Regions from separate parts of the Anser cygnoides genome. Here region 2 is linked to region 1. The links are chromatin contacts, called in public Hi-C maps. All regions are on one chromosome and are shown on one strand. Each heading gives the region's core, a stretch centred on a gene start, on an enhancer-like site or on the middle of the called end of the contact. The rest is flanking DNA. Distances are from core to core; before and after follow the strand shown. Region 1 overlaps MCC (MCC regulator of WNT signaling pathway). Region 2 overlaps MCC (MCC regulator of WNT signaling pathway).

Evidence for each region. Hi-C and Micro-C count contacts between places; a contact is called where the count stands out from the background.
Region 2: a contact with region 1 is called in a Hi-C map of liver, with 2.9 times the contacts expected there. The contact joins two enhancer-like sites. A contact is called at or near these places in 5 of 7 Hi-C or Micro-C datasets (fetal liver, granulosa cells and liver).

Annotation. Positions count from the first base shown.
Region 1 is chrZ:23,549,854-23,554,638 of Taihu_goose_T2T_genome, reverse strand. All of the region lies in intron 3 of MCC (MCC regulator of WNT signaling pathway), which reads right to left. Among named protein-coding and RNA genes, the nearest start is that of MCC, 48 kb to the right of the region's middle. Within about 2 kb of position 3,233, at least 1 of the 3 cell types and tissues checked has open chromatin away from gene starts, as enhancers often do. A contact at or near this core is called in liver, where this site is marked.
Region 2 is chrZ:23,692,085-23,696,820 of Taihu_goose_T2T_genome, reverse strand. MCC (MCC regulator of WNT signaling pathway) reads right to left here. Exons shown (of 18, transcript XM_066988301.1): 16 at 4,225-4,322. Among named protein-coding and RNA genes, the nearest start is that of DCP2, 38 kb to the left of the region's middle. Within about 2 kb of position 3,225, at least 1 of the 3 cell types and tissues checked has open chromatin away from gene starts, as enhancers often do. A contact at or near this core is called in liver, where this site is marked.

The sequences.
Region 1 (4,785 bases), core at 1,984-4,483:
CCCTTTCAAAGAATGGTTCCACCTATACAATATAGTTTCAAAAGTTTCAAAAATAAGTTTTTAAAGTTTCAAAATAAGCTATAAAAATAAATTAGATTTTTCAAAGAGATGAATAATCCATAGATTTGTGGAACAGAAGAGCAGTGAATGCAATCTAGAACCTGCATTCAGACTCTATAGTTACTATCCTGGAACACAATCAATAAAGTTTCCCATTAAAGTCTCTTCTGTAAATTAGATAGCTACATCAGTGTAACTGAAATGCACAGCAACTCTTTAAATTTTTTAATTATATTTCACATTCACTATCTCAACACCCCTCAAGACAACAATATGTTAAAATGTCATATTTCTGAAGTTGTCACATATGCCATTCAAATCAAGAAAAAGGACAAGCAATGGGCAGAGTTCACCTAAAAAAGACTTTTAAAAAGGTACAGCAAACTGTCCCTCACCACCTCTGTAGCAATGAAACCAAGAACACCCTTCTAAGACTACAGATATTGCTACCAGTAGAGTTTTATCCAGATCTCCACTGGAATCCATTTAAGAAAGTTTCTCCTTATGACACTTTGATTTAAGCATACTGGGTTGCTTTGTTCATTCTTCCAAGACTTATGTGTAGTGTCAGCCGTTGCTCAGCAGTTCACAAACACTGTTCACCTTTTCAGTTTATCTACTGAAATCAAGTAATTTAAAAAGATGCCATGTTTAGTATTGGATAATCACATTTCACTCAGCTCTGTTGCAAGACCGCAATGTTTCAAAGGATTGTGACAATACCACAACTCCCAGAACATCATCATCTGCTTGGCGAAAAACATACACCCTCTCTGGTGGGCAGATGCTGTACATGCTTTTTTATTACAGGTTCCATACACCTTTCACACTGAAGGCCAAAGCCACGTCCAGCAGCAGAAACAGGCTTCCAATGGGAGATGGTGCTAATCTGTTCACAAGAAGTACTGAGAGTGCACTTGCAGGCCTGTTGCACAGCCAAAGACCATTCAGGAAGCAGATGCGGCGTGACATTTGCTCACTGACTGTCTTAATAGGACTGCCAAACCCAGAAGACAGAACAAGTGTTTGAGATTTAATCCCAGCCTTCAATGCATACAAAACCTGTTCCCTATTCCATCAGTGCTATTTCCTCACATGCATGTACGGTATGAGCACAAGCTGATGCTTGTTCTAGAAGAGCAGAGAAACACATGGGAAAGTACCTCAGGGTGGGGACTGCTGCTGCTGAACTTTCCCCTTCCCAGAGGGGCTCAGCCCAGTGTCCTGCACCTCATCCCGCAACTCCTCTCAGACTCACTTGCTCTCTGTCTAAGGCTAGGAAGTGAACATTTTGGCTTGCAAAAACCTAACTCCCAAGCACAAAGAAAGAAGCAGAAGGTATAAAGTATGCACCTAAATCAGCACAGTACCTTTTAATTTTGCTGTGCAGAAAATATATCCTTTTTTTAGAAATTACATACCATCAGCTTATATACTGAATGATAAAAAGAACATAAACGGTAACATTAAACAAAACATTTGCATCTAAACTGCTGAATATATTGCAATACTATAACACCAACACTTAGCCCACAACAAAATCTCTTTGACGTTGTCTTAGCAGCACCAAGTTCACTAGCCTCCCTCTAGTGAAAATTGTATCCAAGGATGTAATTTGGCTCTTGATCCAAGGATATAATTTAGCCCTTAAGTATACAACTGAGAAGGACATCACAAAGCTCAGCAATTTATTCCCTTAATGTTCCTACATTACTCATTTGAACTGTCTCAGATTAGGCATGTGCATGACTGCTGACCTTATTTAGCGTGACAGCTGTACTAGGTCAGACCACAGATCTCCCTACCTCAGCACACCCGTATCAGTGGATAGCTAGGGAAGGGTACAAGAACAAGCCTAGCATGTAGTAGCACCTCCCTGGAAGGCTACTTCAGCTTTAGCAAACTGAAGTTCACGGACTTCCTGAGGTAGAGTCTTTGAATTTGGAAGAAGAAAGTACAGGTTAGACCATCCAGCTTCTTCCGTACAAACACCTCTTTCTGCAAAATTACCAAGTGAATATATACAAAGCATATGAATTCTGATACAGTTTCATTTTAACTACATTTAAAAAAAAAACAACACAGAAACAGTATAATTGCATTTTCTGTGCACTGAACTACTGACTTGTACATGTTTTCAGAGACACTCATGATGCTGGCTTTAAGTATAATCACATAGTGTACTCTTAAGGTTTACAGTACTGCATGACTAAAAAAAAAAAAGAAGGAATCCAAAGAGCACATGCCTAATTTGTGTGTTATGTATTGTATACACATCACATCCATACTTAATGAAGCCTTAAAAAGCAAACTCCACAAATAATGTTAAAGGCATAATATTGATTGGCAGGTGAAAGCCCACATAGTTGGATATCACTATTTACTTAAAAGGTATCAAAGCCTGTACTGCATTCCCATGGAGTACAGAAAGAGTCATCTGCAAAATTCAGATTTTTTTTTTTTAAATTTGCCTCTCTTAATGTATCACTTACTGAAAACAAACAAACAAAAACAAACACTAGCACCACCACAGAAAGCCTTGCAACACAAGAACAATGTTTTTTCTACCACTGTATTTAGTTACAACACACTGAATCTCCCATGCAAACAGCACATTGGCCAATCTTTCTTTGAACAGAACGAAAATAAGATTGAAGGGGAAGAAAAGCAGAGAAAATAAGGTAACATACTGATATACGGATCAATAAGCAACAGTTTGAACTCTAAAGCTAGAAACCACAAAGTATGAGTTTTGTACAAGTCAGACTGACCTGTGATAGAAATCTGATTATTTTCTATTTTTATTTAATTTCTGCATGACCTTTGGAATGGAACAGGGAGAAGCAAATAAAGACTATCAAGATTTCTGTTTACCTGGACAAGAGTATAGGAAGAGCAAACATCAACCACACAAAAATTTCTACAATTACAGCTGTGTCTTGAAAAAATTATGTAGCTTATATTTTGCCCATTTCCCAAAGAGAGATCTAAATCTCAAGCAAAGAAAGTTTCAATACAAATGGAATGAGTTGCAATAATTTCATTTTCTATTTTGTCTAATGCATCCATTCAAGAACACATTTACTATACCTCCAGGGCTTTGTAGTTTTCCTATTTATTTTAATAATAGTAGTTTCATGCCTAGAACTTCACATACTAAAACAAAGAGACAAAAGCACGCACCTACAATAAAATCCACTGTGCATTGTAGACTTTCTTGGTCTGTCATTCTTTTGCCATGTAGACATACACAGTGGTAACAACCACTGCAACAGGAAAATATGAGCTGACAGTAGAGTCAGAGTTTCAAGTGAAAACAGAGTAGGACTGCACTAATTTCCTCTTGTAGACAGTTTCAACTTCTCCCATTGAACACAGTGCCTCTGTCTTCGATTGATCAAAAATAAATATGGCATACAGAAGGTATAATCAGAAAGGAAGGAAAAGGGAAACGCATGACAAAGATGTGAGAAACACAGAAAGACTTTCCCAAAGGCTTCCTGTCTTCAATAACAACAAATACAGCAGTTCAAATCAACAGTAGGAAAAGGCATAATGGAAGCATGCAAATTACATGGAGAAAACAGTTGGCTGAATAATTAAAGGTAAGCAAGTAACTAACTGCATCTCTGAGTACTTATGCGTATTCTCCCATGTAGGGCTTATTTCTGTAAGCCCTCCATGTTTCATTCAGAACGTGCTTTTTTATTTGAAGACCAATACTGAGGCTGACCTGGCCCTTTGAGTGAAACAGACTAAAGCATGCTTACACAAGCAGCTCAAATCACAGAGATGATAACCAGCAGCAAAGAAACGATGATTAGCAGCTGGGGAAACTCAGGAGCGTAACATCTTCACTGGTATGTTTGCAGTCAGAAAGGGGCCTACTTCTAACTCATCTGTGGCACCAGACTACAGATGTAAATCAAGTATTAAAGTAAGCTCATTGGAATAAACAAACAAACAAAACGTTCCATGGTGCATGGACACAGACTTCTTTTGATATTTCTCATGTTAAAACATTGGATGCAGAACATACTTACAACAAAAGTCTTATTTTGTGATGGGTAAAGTAAACTTGAACAGGTAATGTTTCAAGGTAGAAGTGTCACTGCCTGCTCCAAATAGCTAAGCAAGTATCAGATTTTTGTGACACTCCACATTGTGTGTGACCCTGGAGCCTTGAAAATCAAACGTTGAAGGAATAGAAAGCAGTGAACAACAGACCAACAAGAAAAGTGTAGCCAGGAACCCCATGACAGACTCTTTACAAAAATAACCCAGGCTTTTATACTGAGGTTATGAACTCAATCTATGCTGTGTTGCCGGTACACAATTTCTAAACAATCATTTGAAAAAGTAACATAAGAGTTAATTTAATTGAACTATTTTGTAGTTAAAGGAGGAATATATACAGAATTTCTTTTAGTAGAACTCCCCAGCCACAAACCTACCACTCATCTTGCATGGCAAGATACTGCACTGGCTTAGGTCTCTCATATTTACTTTGCTTTCCCCTACACTGCTGCCCCTCTCACAAACCTACTGATTCTGATTAACTTTCCATGCTATACCTCATTGTCTCCTATCTCTGTACAATTAACTCCTCAAATCGTGAACTCTCTCATTCTGCTAAACACGTCCTATTATTTCTAATAAAATATAAAATAAATAACATGTTACAATGTAAGGTGTATCAAAGAAATAGGCAAAGAAGAAAGAGGA
Region 2 (4,736 bases), core at 1,976-4,475, 140 kb before region 1:
AAGAAGGTTGGTGCAACACTGGGCTGGGGTCTTTGTACAGACATAAGGCCCTAAGACTACTAGGAACACCACTGTGTCATGGTAGACCACACAGAAGCTACTGCAGTAAGACAAATTTTCTATGTCCTACTGGAAATACCTACAGTTTCCAGTTCCAGAGAGGCAGTGCAACAGTTCTATGGGGGGAGGAAGGGGGAGAGAGGAAGGGAGAGAAAACTGTTTGCCAGTCCTACTGATTGCTCCCCCTTTCCCTCTACATGGTGACTTTCCAATTAACAGCATCACTTAACAGCTTCTCTGTGTTCACAAGTCCTCAAGGGATGGTAAATGTACTGCTTGTTGTGTTGCCAAATGGAAAGTCACCCTTTTGCGAGGTAGATACTGAATCACATCTAGACTGAGATAATTCGTGTAACCGTGCACAGCCCTGAGATCATCATTTTGTGCCCACTGATTACTCAGCTGGGGTCTGAACAGTCACACTGGCTATAGTGTGTTTTGTCTGCCATGATCGTCACCACCCTTCCTGCCCAAATATCCTATAAATCTTTAAATACATACAGAAAATACAACCCTGTGCAGAAAGAAAAGCTATCAGAAACTGGCAACGCAATGTGAGGCTGCAGGAGGACTTCAACAGCTACAGCATTCCTACCAAGGCTTGGGGAGAGGGAGAAGTTTCAGTCTTGCCAGCTTGGCCATTTTTCACAGAATGAGCAAACTTAGTTTGGAAAAGAAAAAAAAATTAGTTGCCTCACCATTGTTATCGCCCTGCTAAAGCAATTTCCCTTCTGGAAATTTTCTTACTGCCTCCTTCCTGCCGTATCTAACGCATTTACAACCATGTATGTGCTCACTAAGTTAACAGCTCACACAAGTAATCCTCAGTGCTCCTTTCCCCTCCTGCAGCAGAGCAGAACACGCCAGCGAGGAACATGTAATTTTAGGGTCTTCCTCAGAGACTGTCTTTGGGGCACTCAGACCAGATCCTCTCTCATAAAACTGGCCTCTGGCACAATCACTTGTGCATCAATGCCAGGCCATAAGGCTGCTGGGAATACACTTAGCTTTCCCAAGAATAAAGTATTTCCTGCCAACAAGCTTGTTTATGGATGTGTTAAGCTCAAGAGAATGGTATTTAGAGGCTTCATGTCCATTGACACATTCCATCATTCCACCAAGAAAGGAGAGGAGGAAAAACAAAATTGCTAAAGTCTGGCAGAAAGTATTTACTCTTGGCTGGAACAGACCCTGTCTCTAAACTAGCGGACCAAGCCTGCGATGCCACTGCCTTGGTCACCCAGATGTAACTTTTACAATAAGGAACTTGCAGGTAACTTGGATTTCTACTAGTTAACATGGTGGTCATGGATAACAAAAGCCATTTCTGTGGAAAGCCCATAGGATGGGTTTTGATGCTAAACACTGCTCTGGGAAATCCTGAGTCCTACTGCAACAAATGCGTTAGGAAACAATAAAGGAAGAAGTGCTCCTGCCTTGAATTTCTGCTGATGGGCACGACCAGTGGAAACTCAGGGAGTTTCAAGACACATTGTTGGATTCCAGATTTAAGAGAAAGTCCAGGTCTGCAGAGAGAAGATAGGCTACTTCTGCAGACAAAACTGTTCTGCTGCAAAGCTGTTTGCAGACTACAAACGTACAAATGCTTCCCAACTACACTAAAATCCAAACCATAACTGAATCCTGCTGTTTTATTTGGGTTTCACTCTATTTCAATTAACTCAGAAGAACCTGACAGCTCTGCAGCAACAGAAGGACAGAATGGGAAAGCAGCAGTGGGGGGGGGGGCTGCCAGAGCTGTTGTCTCTGTGAGGACAGGATGGGGAGAGGGGTAGCAAGCAGGGCTGCTGATTGATATCACATTCCCTCTCAGAGAGACAGAATCAAAAGCAAATGGATTTTTGAATCGCCAAGTCCAAGTCTCCTCACCTTGCAGCTGCTGGCTGTCCCCTGCACCAGTGTCTGCTGCCTGCGGGAACAGCAGATAGGCTCAATGGCTGGTTTCGTCCACTAATTACAACCAGTACCGAAATACTCCATTTGCATTTAAATGTTGCCTCTAGACTGCAGACTCAGTGTGCAAGTATTCACTTGTTTCACATCTTCCTCCTGCCACCCACCAAAACACAGTCACTGTGCAACGTATTTTTTTCATTTTTAATTCTGGTCCTAGTTCTTTGGTGGTGGGAGGGTCCAAGGGGGAGCCAACAGGACCTCCTGGTTCACAAGCAGTGTCAGCACGTGTTTTCCCATGCAGGCAAGAAGGGCACTGAGGAACTGGCAAAGAGTTAAATCCACCTCTCCCTACAGATTCCACTCACCTCAGGCCGTTTTGTGTTGTTGTAGCACAGAAGAAAATATATTTCAATTACTTTGAAAACTCTTCTGTGAATCCACGAGGGTATAAATTTCATTGCATCTGAGGCTCCCATTTAATGCCAGTACCACAGTTAGGAATTACTGGTATTTTTTAGCATAGCCGTTGCTAAACAAGTTCCAGTATGTTTTTCTAACGTGCTAGACAGACTTTCTAACCATTTCCAGGCAGAAGACTTCAGGATAAGGAGACTAAGCATTCAGGCTGTCTTGGCTGGCACACTGATTAGGGAGAAAAATACCCTGTCCATACAGCTCACGGAAACTGTGCTTGAGCCCCACTGGCAGTAGCAATCACATTTAGTACAGTCATATTTCCATTACACAGAGAGCCTTCACTCCAAAATTTATGTACAGTTTAATCCGATTATTTTTCTTCCCCATTTCTGCCTGACAAACTGTACTTGCTAGGCCCCTGGCTGGAAATCCATGCTAATCAACTTAAGGCATAGTAGAAAAAGCAATTTTTTTCCTCTGTGTTGTCAGCAAACCACATTTCATGACTTTACTCGAGTTTCTACTAAGGTCACTGGCATCTTCTCAAAATCCAGGAAGAAATAACAAGACCAGGAAAAAGCTACAGTTTGTGTGAAGACAGAAAATGCCAGTGGAACTGCCCACTGGACTGGACTGGAGTGTGGGGGATGTGGGGGAGGCCATGGCTCTGAATAATGTTTATGCGAGTAACTTTGTTGATGGTTTTTATCCACCCACACAAAAATGACAGTTTTAATTATTTTAACCACAGAATTTTGTTTCCTGCATCAAGCAAACTAAGTATTCAGTGACTGCCAGACTATTAAGCCAATGGTATGAGATATATTGATTTTGCAGTGGTAATGATCCTTACATTTTTACGTAATGCCTTTCAGGCTTAAGTGTCCCTGAGGCACACTGGAAGTTGCACTTATGAAAAAAGCACTTCAGGACTGAAACACCAGAGCTGCCTGAGAGAATATTGTACCATCAGAGAGGGAGCAAACATCAGAAAAGCAAAATACACTCTTCCCAGCCAAAATTCTTGATAGCACTTTGGACAGGTTCAAAATACAATAACCTGATTAGACATTACATAGCCATGTCTTACATAAGGTGGAAGAAGTAACAGAAACAACAATTGAAACAGTGAATGTATTAGTCATGAAGTTTACCAGAGTTGGTCCAGTGAAAACTGCTGCACAAACAAACATCTAGTTAATGTGTAACTGTACTGAAAGCTTTGGCTAAAACCTGGCTATTGATAACAGCAGTTCGTCAAGACATCAATTTTCTCTCTCATTGGAAAGCTAATGTTTCTTGCAACAATGTTCTCTGTAATTGAATTGTGGCTCCCCTTACATACTCAGGAGGCAAATGCAGCATCTGAGTCATCAAAATCACTGTTAATTCCCACTCCTGTAACTCCTTCCCAAGTTCTAACCTGCAAACAACCTTCTTAGCCAAAGATCAGAATTCAAATTCCACCTTTATTAAAGGTTTTCTGCATGCCTTCAAGCAAGTCATGTCACTGGTTTGTGTCCATATTCTTGCCTGAATATGGAACAAACTTCCTGTTATTTCAAGGGTTTCTTAAGGATAAAGCTCACCTGAATTTTAAAGAACTTTAAGAGGAATGGAGTGGAGCACCATGGAAGGACTTTTATCAAGTTAAGAACAAGAGCAAAAGAGAGGGGAAGATTAGAAGAACTTTGATCCTTTTCCATCTCACATGAAAAATCTGTGATCAATCTTAAGAAACACTTGAGGGTAAGAGTATGGGCTTGGAACTAGAAATCTCACCCTAGACCCGCAGAACAAGTCATGTCTCTGGTAAGGGAAGACGCTTACCGCCTGAGTGCATTTGTGAGTTCAGCAGTCAGTTCACTCTCGTTGTATGGTCTCAGCTCAGCTAGTGTTAACGGTGTTGCGGTGCCATCGCTGCATTCCTGAGAAATGAGGCAAGATCATCTCCATTGAATTTACTTACCATCTTAATGGAGAAACTCTTATAAAGCTCTATGTACGCAGCTACTTTTGAAATGGAGGTGAAATAAAAATCAGTGTCAAAAAAATACAGCAGCACATCAATATAACAAGAAATGGACTAGCAAATTAACACTGTACAAATCCTTCTAATGTTTCCTAAACTACCACAGTTCACTTATTTGCAAAATTTTGCTATAGTGTGCATAAACTGGTGCCTCGCATTGCTCTTGACTGCACACTTCAATCAAAGAATGTAGATGATGCTTTGCCAGAAACAGTTAAGTAAGGGCACAATTATACACTAGTTCCGGATTTTAAACACACTTAGAAGCACTAGAAGAACAGGATTAAAGTTTTTCTAGATATCACTACTT